2 separate regions of the Mus musculus genome follow, and region 2 is linked to region 1. Evidence: chromatin contacts called from public HiChIP or PLAC-seq data. All regions are on one chromosome and are shown on one strand. The core of a region is the stretch at or near the end of the contact, and the rest is flanking DNA. Distances in the headings are between cores, read along the strand shown.

The links. HiChIP or PLAC-seq counts read pairs in DNA pulled down with a chosen protein or histone mark.
Region 2: a contact with region 1 is called in an HNF4G HiChIP or PLAC-seq map of pancreatic cancer cells. The contact joins the enhancer-like site here to the promoter of Man1b1 in region 1. A contact is called at or near these places in 11 of 39 promoter capture datasets (the C10 cell line, the HPC-7 cell line, the SN4741 cell line and 8 more), 14 of 484 Hi-C or Micro-C datasets (B cells, CD4 T cells, Th1 cells and 10 more), 12 of 115 datasets of contacts at active chromatin or transcription factors (the 230-238 cell line, the HPC-7 cell line, the SCID.adh cell line and 6 more) and 3 of 9 other capture datasets (adipose tissue, liver and pancreatic islet).

The regions. Positions count from the first base shown.
Region 1 is chr2:25,330,414-25,335,559 of GRCm38.p6, reverse strand. Man1b1 (mannosidase, alpha, class 1B, member 1) reads right to left here and starts at 2,817. Exons shown (of 13, transcript NM_001029983.2): 1 at 2,584-2,817; 2 at 2,017-2,125; 3 at 1,068-1,183. The coding sequence starts at 2,700. It overlaps AA543186 (expressed sequence AA543186), which reads left to right and starts at 2,989. Exons shown (of 2, transcript NR_027448.1): 1 at 2,989-3,412.
Region 2 is chr2:25,382,439-25,387,584 of GRCm38.p6, reverse strand. No RefSeq gene overlaps it. Among named protein-coding and RNA genes, the nearest start is that of Entpd2, 11 kb to the left of the region's middle. Within about 2 kb of position 2,869, at least 15 of the 459 cell types and tissues checked have an H3K27ac peak or open chromatin away from gene starts, as enhancers often do. A contact at or near this core is called in pancreatic cancer cells and pancreatic islet, where this site is marked.

The sequences.
Region 1 (5,146 bases), core at 1,568-4,067:
AAACAAACAAAACCCAAATAGCCAAAGGCTTTAGAGATGTAGAACTCAACTGCAGTGGACAACTACCCCAACTCTCAAGAAATCCGAGTCTGGCCCTATCACAAGTCAGCTCTCAGCAACTGGCTCTTTTATTGCCAGACCCCTGAATTTATTGCCTCTGACCTACCTCTGGGCTCCACTCCATCTGCCCCATTTCCACAACCCTAAGCTTCTCAGACTGAGTACTCCAGGATGAGGCCTGCCTGTCCCAACCCCTTCTAGACAAACTACACTACCTCTCTACCCAGGATTCCCCAGAAATGCCTCCTCTATCAGGTGATTCTAATACCACCCACCCATAATGGCCCCACGCTGCCTGTTAGGTACAACACAGCATCAGATGGAGCTGCTCAGTGTTCCTTGACTCTTACTCATTTCTCAAAGGCGCCTCTGTATGGGGACCCTCACTCTTTTCCACACCGTAACTTCCCTGGGCGGCATCTTGCTCCACTGTGCAGTACCTCTGCCTGGGCAGTCTCCTCTCCCTCCTCAGCTCTTCCTGAGCACACTGTCCCTCAGGCACCACAAGAACCACAATTGGACAGATCCCAGTTTCGACACCCCAGCCTAGCTCCAGCAGGTCACTTTACAAAGGTCTATCTCCTTCAACCTTGCCCTGCCCACCCAGACAGAGACAGAGGCTTCTTAAATGGAGGCAGGGGTGGTTCCGCCTCTCAACACTGATCTGTACTCTGACACATGCCAACCAACTAACTGTCTCATCTATTTACGGCTGGCCTCTCACCTGCCCTTCCTATCGGCTTCTGTGGTTCCTCCAAAGAGGAAAGTCTCTTTCCTCATCAGTGGGCAGCCAACACATGCCTGACACAGGAGCTTAATCATGTCATGGTGGCGTTCAAAGGGAATGAAGCAAATGTCTGCCTCTTTCTTGCCCAACTTCATACAGTCAGCCTCACCTGAGCCAGTGTGAGGCTGGCTGTGACAGGGAAGAGAGGGTAGCATTTACCAACCTAGAGTGCTCCAAAACAGACCCCAGTGACAACCCACAGAGCCCTTACTGGAAATACCTGAGAGAGTATGTCTGCAAACCCTTCTTGTTCAGCACTTTCCTTCTGAGGCGCTGGTAAGACAGGCAGGACTTCTTGCTTCATCTTCTCTACTTCTGCAGGTCTGCCACTCAGAGCTGTGGAAGCAAACCTTTTCACCTTAAGGCCCATTACAGGCTCCAGAACAGATGTCTAAACAGGTGCTATTTGTTTCAGGTAGTGAAACCTCCAAGAAGCACTGAACTCAAGAAGGCCCAGAGGAATCAAATCTGCTGTTAGTGTCATTGTATCTTGGAGAGAGTTTGTCTGTGGAGCCCTGGCTTTGTAAACCAGGCTGACCTCAAACTCAGAGTCACCTGCTTCTCCCTCCCAAGTGCTGGGATTAAAAGCGCCACCACCTCCCAGCTTGAGCAGGGTTTTATGTAGCCCAAGCTAGCCTCAACTCCTGATCCTCCTACCTCTATTTCCCAAGTGTGAAGACCACAGTCTTTTCCAGGCTGAATTCTTTTTCAAGCATTTGGCAGAGTGTGTCCTTAAACACAACATACAACAACCCCCTCAGCCCCGCAACATATCAATTTAATAGTGCCCAAACAGGCAGCTTGACTTGAGCAATCTGAAGCAATGTTTGGGTTTCCAACCTTAAAGCAGCCCAGAAGGAATCCTAGGATCCTCTCAGGATATCCACTGGTCCCAGGCAAACACACTGTACCACGTGGTAGGGACATGTGATTAGTGCTGATCTGCTGCTATAGACTGATGGGGAGGGGAGGGACAGCACTGTTGGCCCAAAGACCTACAGGGTCACCTGTACACCAGTTGGTCATACTGGGCTCCACATTTTCCCCTCTGCTGTATTTATTGCCAATCTGTCACCACATGCCTTGTGGTACTGTTTTATCTGGATTGCAATACTGTATCTGACCTCAGCCTGCATCTCCTCTGCTCGAGCACCACTGGTATTTCATACCTTTCCACTGGTCAGCCGTATGAAGAGAGTACAGGAATCCACAGAGAATCAGAAAGCCCAAGACGAAGAGAATCACATTCCGCTGTAGCCTCGAAAGCTGCTTCCATTTCTAAGAAAGAGCCGGGAAAATGACACTTGTCACAGATTCGGTTAAAAGAGCAATTCAGAGAGACCCTTATGTAAGGCTTGTCCTTACTTGAGGGCAGGTAAGTTCCCTCTCAGCAAAGTTTACATTGACAGAACAGTGCTAGAGGTGACAGAGCACACCATCCCATACATGGCACAAGATCTGTACACCATGTGTCCAGCTGCACGTGCACTGGAGAAAAACTCCTGAAATCCCCATGACTTGGCTCAGGCATCGTCGGACCATACGGGCTGTGCTCATTGCCCCCTCAGCTCAGGATCCCCAGGGCACCTGACATTAGGCAGGGGAAGCAACCACACCGAAACCCAAGCTGCGAGAACCAGACGCAGCACAGAAACTTCTGGACGCTGGAAGAGACACGAACGCTCCAGCTAGGTACTTCCCTCGGTAAGGCTTCCCCAGCCCGGACCCCGCCTCACCCTCCAGCATGAGCGCCGCCGCCGGCTCTTGCTGTTGTCGTAGCTCTCGCCCAGGCTCAGCGTCACCGAGATGAAGTCCCGGTGAGGCGCCGGCGGCGGCGCCGGCGGTGGGTACATAACTGCGAAGCCGGCCCAAAAGACCTCGCTTGCTGGAGGCGTCAGGAAGCCCAAGACTGAGAAAGACCGCGGGCTGCCATAACGAAGGCATCCACACCCCGCCCATCGCCCTAAACACCAGTGCGCACGCGCCGCGTCTTATCGGTCGTTGCGCAAGCTCAGAACCCTAGTCTAAGCACCGCGCCTGCGTACACCCTTGTGCTGGTATTTCCTGGCGGGTCACTGGCGTCACGATACCCGCCCCTGTGCCGTTGACGTTATTTCATCGCGTCCTTACGTCGCTGAATCGCGCGCATCCGCTCCATTGCAGGCGTCCTGCAGACTCCCTGTTGGGGGCGGACTGACTACGGTTTGGAGAAGTGTTCTTTGTTGCAGTTACGTCTGGCTTGAGTTGTGGACTATCACCCTTGCCGGAGTCCTGCGCTCGATCTCGGGGAGCGGGCATCACCCTGGCGCGCCTGGAGGTGAAACGCAAAACTCCTGACCGGAGGAAGGGACGGCCCTGCTGAGGCTGAGTCCTGGGGTGGCTCTGCGCCCTGAGGCCGCGGCCTGGCCTTTCTAGTCGCTCCGGCCTGGGAGCGACCCTTTCTGCGACCATTCCGCTCCTAGCCCTACCTACGTACTCGGCAACGGGTTTAAAACGACCTCACTTTTCCGTGCGCGTGGTTCCCTCGAGGAAAACATGCAAAACGACAAAACTGCCCACTGTCCGGTGGGTGAAACTGCTGCTTCCCAACTTACTTGTGGTATTTCTGAGCATTTGGAGAGTTCCCTACGTTGCGATCATTTAGTTTGAATCTCCTACAGAAGACCTACCTGATCCCGCGCCCCTTCCCTACATTTTTTTTTTTTTTTTTTTGTGGGGTTGGGGGAGGTTCGAGACAGGGTTTCTCTGTATAGCCCTGGCTGTCCTGGAACTCACTCTGTAGACCAGGCTGGCCTCAAACTCAGAAATCCGCCTGCCTCTGCCTCCCGAGTGCTGGGGTTAAAGGCGTTCGCCACCACACCCGGCCCCTTCCCTACTTTTAAGTCCTCACAGATCGCTATTACAATAGTGCTCTCAAATGTAGGTTTTCGGAACCATGGCAGATGGTGCAATGACTTTGAGGTCTGCATATCTTCCAAAATGAAGGCGGAGTTCTTGTTGGCTATTCACGCCAACTCAAGCCAGGTCTACACATTCCCACGTTCTGCTACTGCTTATGACCATGAGGTGGCAGTTGGCATACCAAAGGGCTAGTTAGAGCTCTACGTTAAAAAAAAAAATAAACCTTTGAGGGAAGAAATAGGAAGAGTTTGTTAGACCAAAACAAAATCTGGAGCTGAAAATCTTCCAATTCAAGCCAGGCAAGAATGATAAGCCACTGTGGGACAAATCCTTGTCCAAGTTCAGAATCTAGCGACATTGAAGGTCTTGAAGGGGTTGAAAGAGGAAAACCAAGTCAGCCACAGAGAGCAATGATGAAGTAACCTTGCCCTTCTCATAATTAAAGCAAAGCAACACCTGTCTGTGCCCATATACAGACTCTTAACACTGCAGAGGTAAGGAAGTTACATAGTTCCAAGCCAGCCTGGGCCCCAGAGTGAGTGAAGTCTTGTCTAACAGTACTCAAACAATGGGAAGCTATACCTTTAAGCACACAGAAATTCATTATAGGCCATATATAAGACCTAAAAGAAGTCGAAATAAATTTGGAAAGATTTTGGTCACATAACATATTTTTAGCCATATTTGGACTAGAAAAGTGAGAAATCAATAAATATTTGAAAAGCGTAAACACCACTCTAAATAAGAGGGTTTTGGGTTTTTTTTAAATCACAAACTAAATTAGAAAATAATGTTGAATCAAATGAAAAGGGGGGCTGGAAAGGTGGCTCATTGGTTTGAAGGAGTGTACTATTGTAGAGGACAAGGGTTCCCACATCAGGCACCTTACAACCACCTGTAACTCTAGACCAAGGGTGCCTCTGTGAGCATCTTTATGCAAATGTACATACACACATAAAATTAAAAGTAATATATTTTTGAAAAATTTGAAACTTTGGTTATAAACTTTTACAATAAAAGTGATGGAGGGGGGCTGGTGAGATGGCTCAGTGGGTAAGAGCACCCGACTGCTCTTCCGAAGGTCCGGAGTTCAAATCCCAGCAACCACATGGTGGCTCACAACCATCCGTAACAAGATCTGACTCCCTCTTCTGGAGTGTCTGAAGACAGCTACAGTGTACTTACATATAATAAATAAATAAATCTTAAAAAAAAAAAAAAAAAGTGATGGAGGGGGCTGGAGAGATGGCTCAGTGGTTAAGAGCACTCACTGCTCTTCCAGAGATGCTGAGTTCAATTCCCAGCAACCACATGGTGGCTCACAACCATCTGTAATGGGATCTGATGCTCTCTTCTAGTGTGTCTGAAGGCAGCTACAGTATACTCATATACATAAAA
Region 2 (5,146 bases), core at 1,620-4,119, 52 kb before region 1:
CAGAAGCTGCAGAGAACAGACTCTCCATGGGACAGCCCTCAGTGGAAGAGTTGTTGGACTTCATGACGAGCCAGCCTGTGGAGGCCAGCAGCAATTCTTGGGACTGAGATGCACTGAATGAAGGCTGTGGTAATCCTGAAACTGGAGCTGGATGAACCAAATAATTTTTTTTTTCAAGACAGGGTTTCTCTGTGTAGCCCTGGCTGTCCTGGAACTCACTCTGTAGACCAGGTTGGCCTCAAACTCAGAAATCCGCCTGCCTCTGCCTCCCGAGTGCTGGGGTTAAAAGCATGCGCCACCACGCTCGGCTTGGACCAAATTTCTTGAGGGATGCCATGGGAACTCTGAGGAAACACCCATGCCCACAGGAGTTCCAAACAAAAGGGAAATAAATACCTGTGATTTGGGCTTTGCCAGCCAAAGAAGCCTTCTCCTCCCCAGGTTGCTTTTGTGCACTATGTTTCATCACAGCAATAATAACCCTAGCTAAGGCGGCAAATTCTTGATTTTAAATTTTTCTTTTAAAAATTAGCAAACAGCCCTGGGTGATAGTGGGAGACACCTTTCATCCCAGCAATTGGGAAGCAAAAGCAAGCAGATCTCTGTGAGTTCAAGGCTAGCCTTGTCTACAAAGCAAGTTCCAGGATAACAAGGACTACACAGTGAAGCTGTCTCAGGGAAAAAGTAAACAAGATAAAATGAAAAATTTAAAGCAAACAAGTTGGATGTGGTGTCAATACTCCTGGAATCCCAGATCTCAAGGGCAGGTAGAAGGTTCAGGAACTCAAAGCCAGATTCACCCAAGTAGGAGCCAGGCTGGGATACGGGGGGTCTTTTTTACAAGTAAGGAAAGAACATGTAATGGACTGACCCGGAAGTGGTTTTCTGGAGTATGATTTATTTTGTGGGCCTGGACACTTAAGGACCCTATGCACTTCACTGTCAGTTGCCTCTTGGAATTCTGTAAATAGGAGTGAATATAAAAAGTAAGCAGAGCCTGAGAGCTAGGGGTAAGGTTCAGGGTTAGCACAAAGGAGGTTCCAGGAGACAGGAGAGAAGGGGTCTGAGAGCAGAGTGAGAAGACAACTGATGACTGCTGAGCTAGGAGACACTGGACTGAGCTACAGAAGAACCCAGACAAAGGGAAAAGGAAAAAAATAAAACAGAAAAGCTACAGTTCTCTGTCTCTCTCTATCTCTGTCTCTCTCTTTCTCTCCCTCTTTCTCTCCTTTTTGACATTTTTTAAAAAGTAAGTAGCAATATTAAGAAGACACAGAATTCCAGGCAATGGTGTCCTTTAATCAGGACCTTTAATCTCAGCACTCACGTGGCATTGGCAGGTGGATCTCTGAATTTGAGGCCAGCATGGTCTACAGAGTTCCAGGACAGCCAGGGCAACACAGAGAAACCTTGTCTTGAAAAGCCAAACCAAACCAAACAACAACAAAAAAATCAGAGGCACATGGTCACCACTAAATGTGCATCAACTCACCATCATTCAGGGCCACCACCACACTTGGCTATCTCTTGTGTGTGCTTGCACACCCGTACAGTGACATGGGTCCATTGACTCTGTCTCATACATGAGCAGTCTCAGCTCCTTAAAGACTCCCTGGGTTCCAACTGCTGGCACCGTGTGAGGCCCCAGCACCCATGACCTTCTTCCTGTTTCCATAGTTTTGCCTTTTGCACAATGGTGGAGGGAACCATTCAACACACAGCCTGTTCAGGGGGTTTCTTGCACCTTGACATACATATATATTTGAATTTCCTCCACATCATATCTTTGAATTGTCTACTAGCTCATTTATTTTCACATTTATTCATTTGTTAATGTGCGTGCCTCAGAGCCAGCTCTCTGGAGTTGCCTCTCTCTGCCCACCATCATGTGGGTACCAGGCTCTGAGTTTGACTTTATGTTTTCATGCATGTTTTGAGGCAGCAGTGGATTTTCTTTGTCAATCATTAATGTAATTCACTGGAAAAAAATATTAGAACAGCCTTGTGTTCTTCATGACTAATCAAAGTTGAATGTGGTCGGAGTGGCTACGGGACAGGGACATGTGCTTTCTTTCCTCGCAGAAGAAGAAAACCCTGTTTGGTTTTTATCAGCATTAGGCTAACTTCTTACAGTTACTTTCTGGGAAAAGTGTGCTTAGTATTGGGATCTCTAGTACTTGGATTTATGGCATGATCACCAGTAAAAACATGTGCAGGCCTGACATTTTCTTGGCATAATATTTTAACTACTAAATAATAGTTTATTATTAAATAATAATTTAACCTTTCAGTTTCTTTGGTGGTTATATGGCTAGATCGGTGCTCAATTTCTTCTTGAACATTGATTTTATATTTTTAAGAAATTATCCTCTTTTTTAAAAGATTTATTTTTTTTTATGTATATGAGTACACTGTAGCTGTCTTTAGACACACCAGAAGAGGGCATCGGATCCCATTACAGACAGTTGTGAGCCACCATGTGGTTGCTGAGAATTGAACTCAGGACCTCTGGAAGAGCAGCCAGTGCTCTTAACCACTGAGCCATCTCTCCAGCCAAGAAGTTATCCTTTTGAAATGGATTGTTACTTGCCTGGTGCCTAAGGAGGCTAGAGGGCTTTTGGAGCCCTTGAGATTGCTGTTCTGGACAGTTGTGAGCCACCATGTGGTTCTTTGGAAGTTGCTAGTGCTCTTAACTGCTGAGCCATCTCTCCAGGTCCCCTCTTTCATTTTTAAATGATCCCGTACGCATGGGTTCCAGAGACAATGCCTCTTGGCCCTCTGATGCCTCACTGGTGCCGGTATCTCATGCAACTAGAGGACAAGAGTGACCAAGAGACTAAGGAGCTTGTTTGTCACCAGTCATGACAAGTGCGTGCACAGCTCTTATCACAGGACAGCCTTGTGTAAATATTGCCTGCCTCACTGTGACAGTCAACCACCCCGTGACTAAAAGGCCTCTCTCACCAACCTTTCTAGCTAAGCCCAGGCCATCTCTTGCTCTTAACTCCTGATCCCTTTATGTCTAACCATGTTATTTCATGATGGTTGCATAAATGGAGTAATGCATATAACAGTAACCAATACTGTGATGGATAGATTTAGGTCAACGTGACACTAACTATAGTCAACTGAGAAGAGGAAACTTCTATTGAGAAAATACCTTCATTAAGATTGGGCTGTGGGCAACCAGGGCAAGATAGCAAATGCCTTTAGTCCCAGAAATCTGGAGTCAGATCTCTGAGTTCAAGGCCATCCTGGTCTACAAAGTAAGTTAGTTAGTTACAAGACAGCCAGGGCTACAAAGAGAAACCCAATCTCAAAAACCAACCAAACCAAACCAAACCAAACAAACAACAAAACAAAACCCCCAACAACAAGGAGACACTCTCCAGAACAGCCAGACCACCTTATGGAGGAAACTATTTGTCAGAAGCTCACAAAGGCAGAGAGAGGCTACAAATGTAACCTCCTCAAAGCAGGTCTACAGCTGGACAACATAATGTTGCAACTTTGAGCTCAGAGGCCATCTAGAAGCAAGGCTTGTTCCCCTCTGGGAGTCTTATCTTTTAAGACCATGGTCCTAGTAGATGACAGTCACTCACTCATGTGATAGAGGACACTGTGCTTTACCTAGAGTCCACTGATTTAAATATTAATTTGGTATTAATATTAAAGCAGTATTTGACCAAATAACTGGATACCCTAATATAGTCAAGTTGACAAGCAATTAAAACCATCATATATAGAATATGAAGTTTAGTGAGTTTATTTTTCATTTAAATTACTTTATTACTATTACTATTATTATTAATTGTGTGTATATATATAACAGGGTACACGTGTGCCACAGTGCATTTGTGGAGGTCAGAGGACAACTTGGTGAAATTGGTTCTTTTACACCTTACACAGGTTCTGGTGTTGAAGCTAAGGCAGTTCGGTGTGAGAAGCAAGCAAGAATCAGGTCAGCAGGCTTGCACAAAAAAAAATACCCTCAACCACGGAGCTGAATTTTAGTCTTTAAAGCAATTACCAAACTATTCTGCATGGTTGCAGCTGGCTCTGGGAACTGAGGATTTCTGAAAAGTGACGCCACGTGCACAGCTGCGTGTGAATGACAGAGCTGCTCTGCTTCCTCACCAGCGTGCCACCTGACCAGTGTGCCACCTGACCAGGGTGCTTTGGTTTTGCTAGTCTCAGTCAGGGCTTTTGTGTGGCTCACTTCTTCCCGAGCACAAGTGTCTGTCTGTCTGCGCATCCTCCTTGGAGGGACAGCTATGCCCACTGAATGCCCCAAGAGAGATTCCAAGTTATCGTCCTAGAGAATCGCTCCTTGTTTTGTTTTTGTTTTCCAGACAAGGTTTTTCTGTATAGCCCTGGCTGTCCTGGAACTCACTTTGTAGACCAGGCTGGCCTCGAACTCAGAAATCTGCCTGCCTCTGCCTCTGCCTCCGGAGTGCTGAGATTAAAGGCGTGTGCCACCACGCCCGTCTTTTTGTTTGTTTGTTTGAGAATCGCTCCTTATTATTAGGTAGCTGCCATGTGTTATGATTGGTAATATCTCTTGCCTAAAAACCTATTGTTTGCCCAGCATGCTGGTGGACGCCTACAGTCCCAGCACTGAGGAGCCCTTGGGATTCAACCTCTGCTCCTGCTTGTGTGGAATTACACTGGCCCACTCTGAATGTTTTTTTTTTTTTTTTTTTTTTTTTAGGTAAAATGATTTTCCTCTTCCTCCCATCTTCATCATCCTTTGGAAAACATACACCACGTGACTACTTGCCTAGTTATCTCAACAGACATCCTTTGTGCAGCAAGTGTGACCAGGGAGGACAGTCCTGGAACAAGAGTGAGGCAGAGAAGCATCTAAATCCCAAAAGTCCCCTTTTGAGGCCAGCAGGGTCATTCCTCCATAGTCTCCGCCTGCACGCCCCAGGTCACGTAGCATCGTGACCTCCCACCTGCTTAAGGCAGGCAGTAGCCTCTTAGCCAAATTACAAGTTGAAACACCTGGAGTCCCCCTTCATAACAAGCGAAGTATTCCTAGCACCTCAGCCCCAGCCAATAATGTACTCTCTCCCTGAAACCCCCCTGCCTACTCCCCAAGGTTTACAAAGCCCTTGTTACTCCTGAGTAAAGAGAGCTGCTG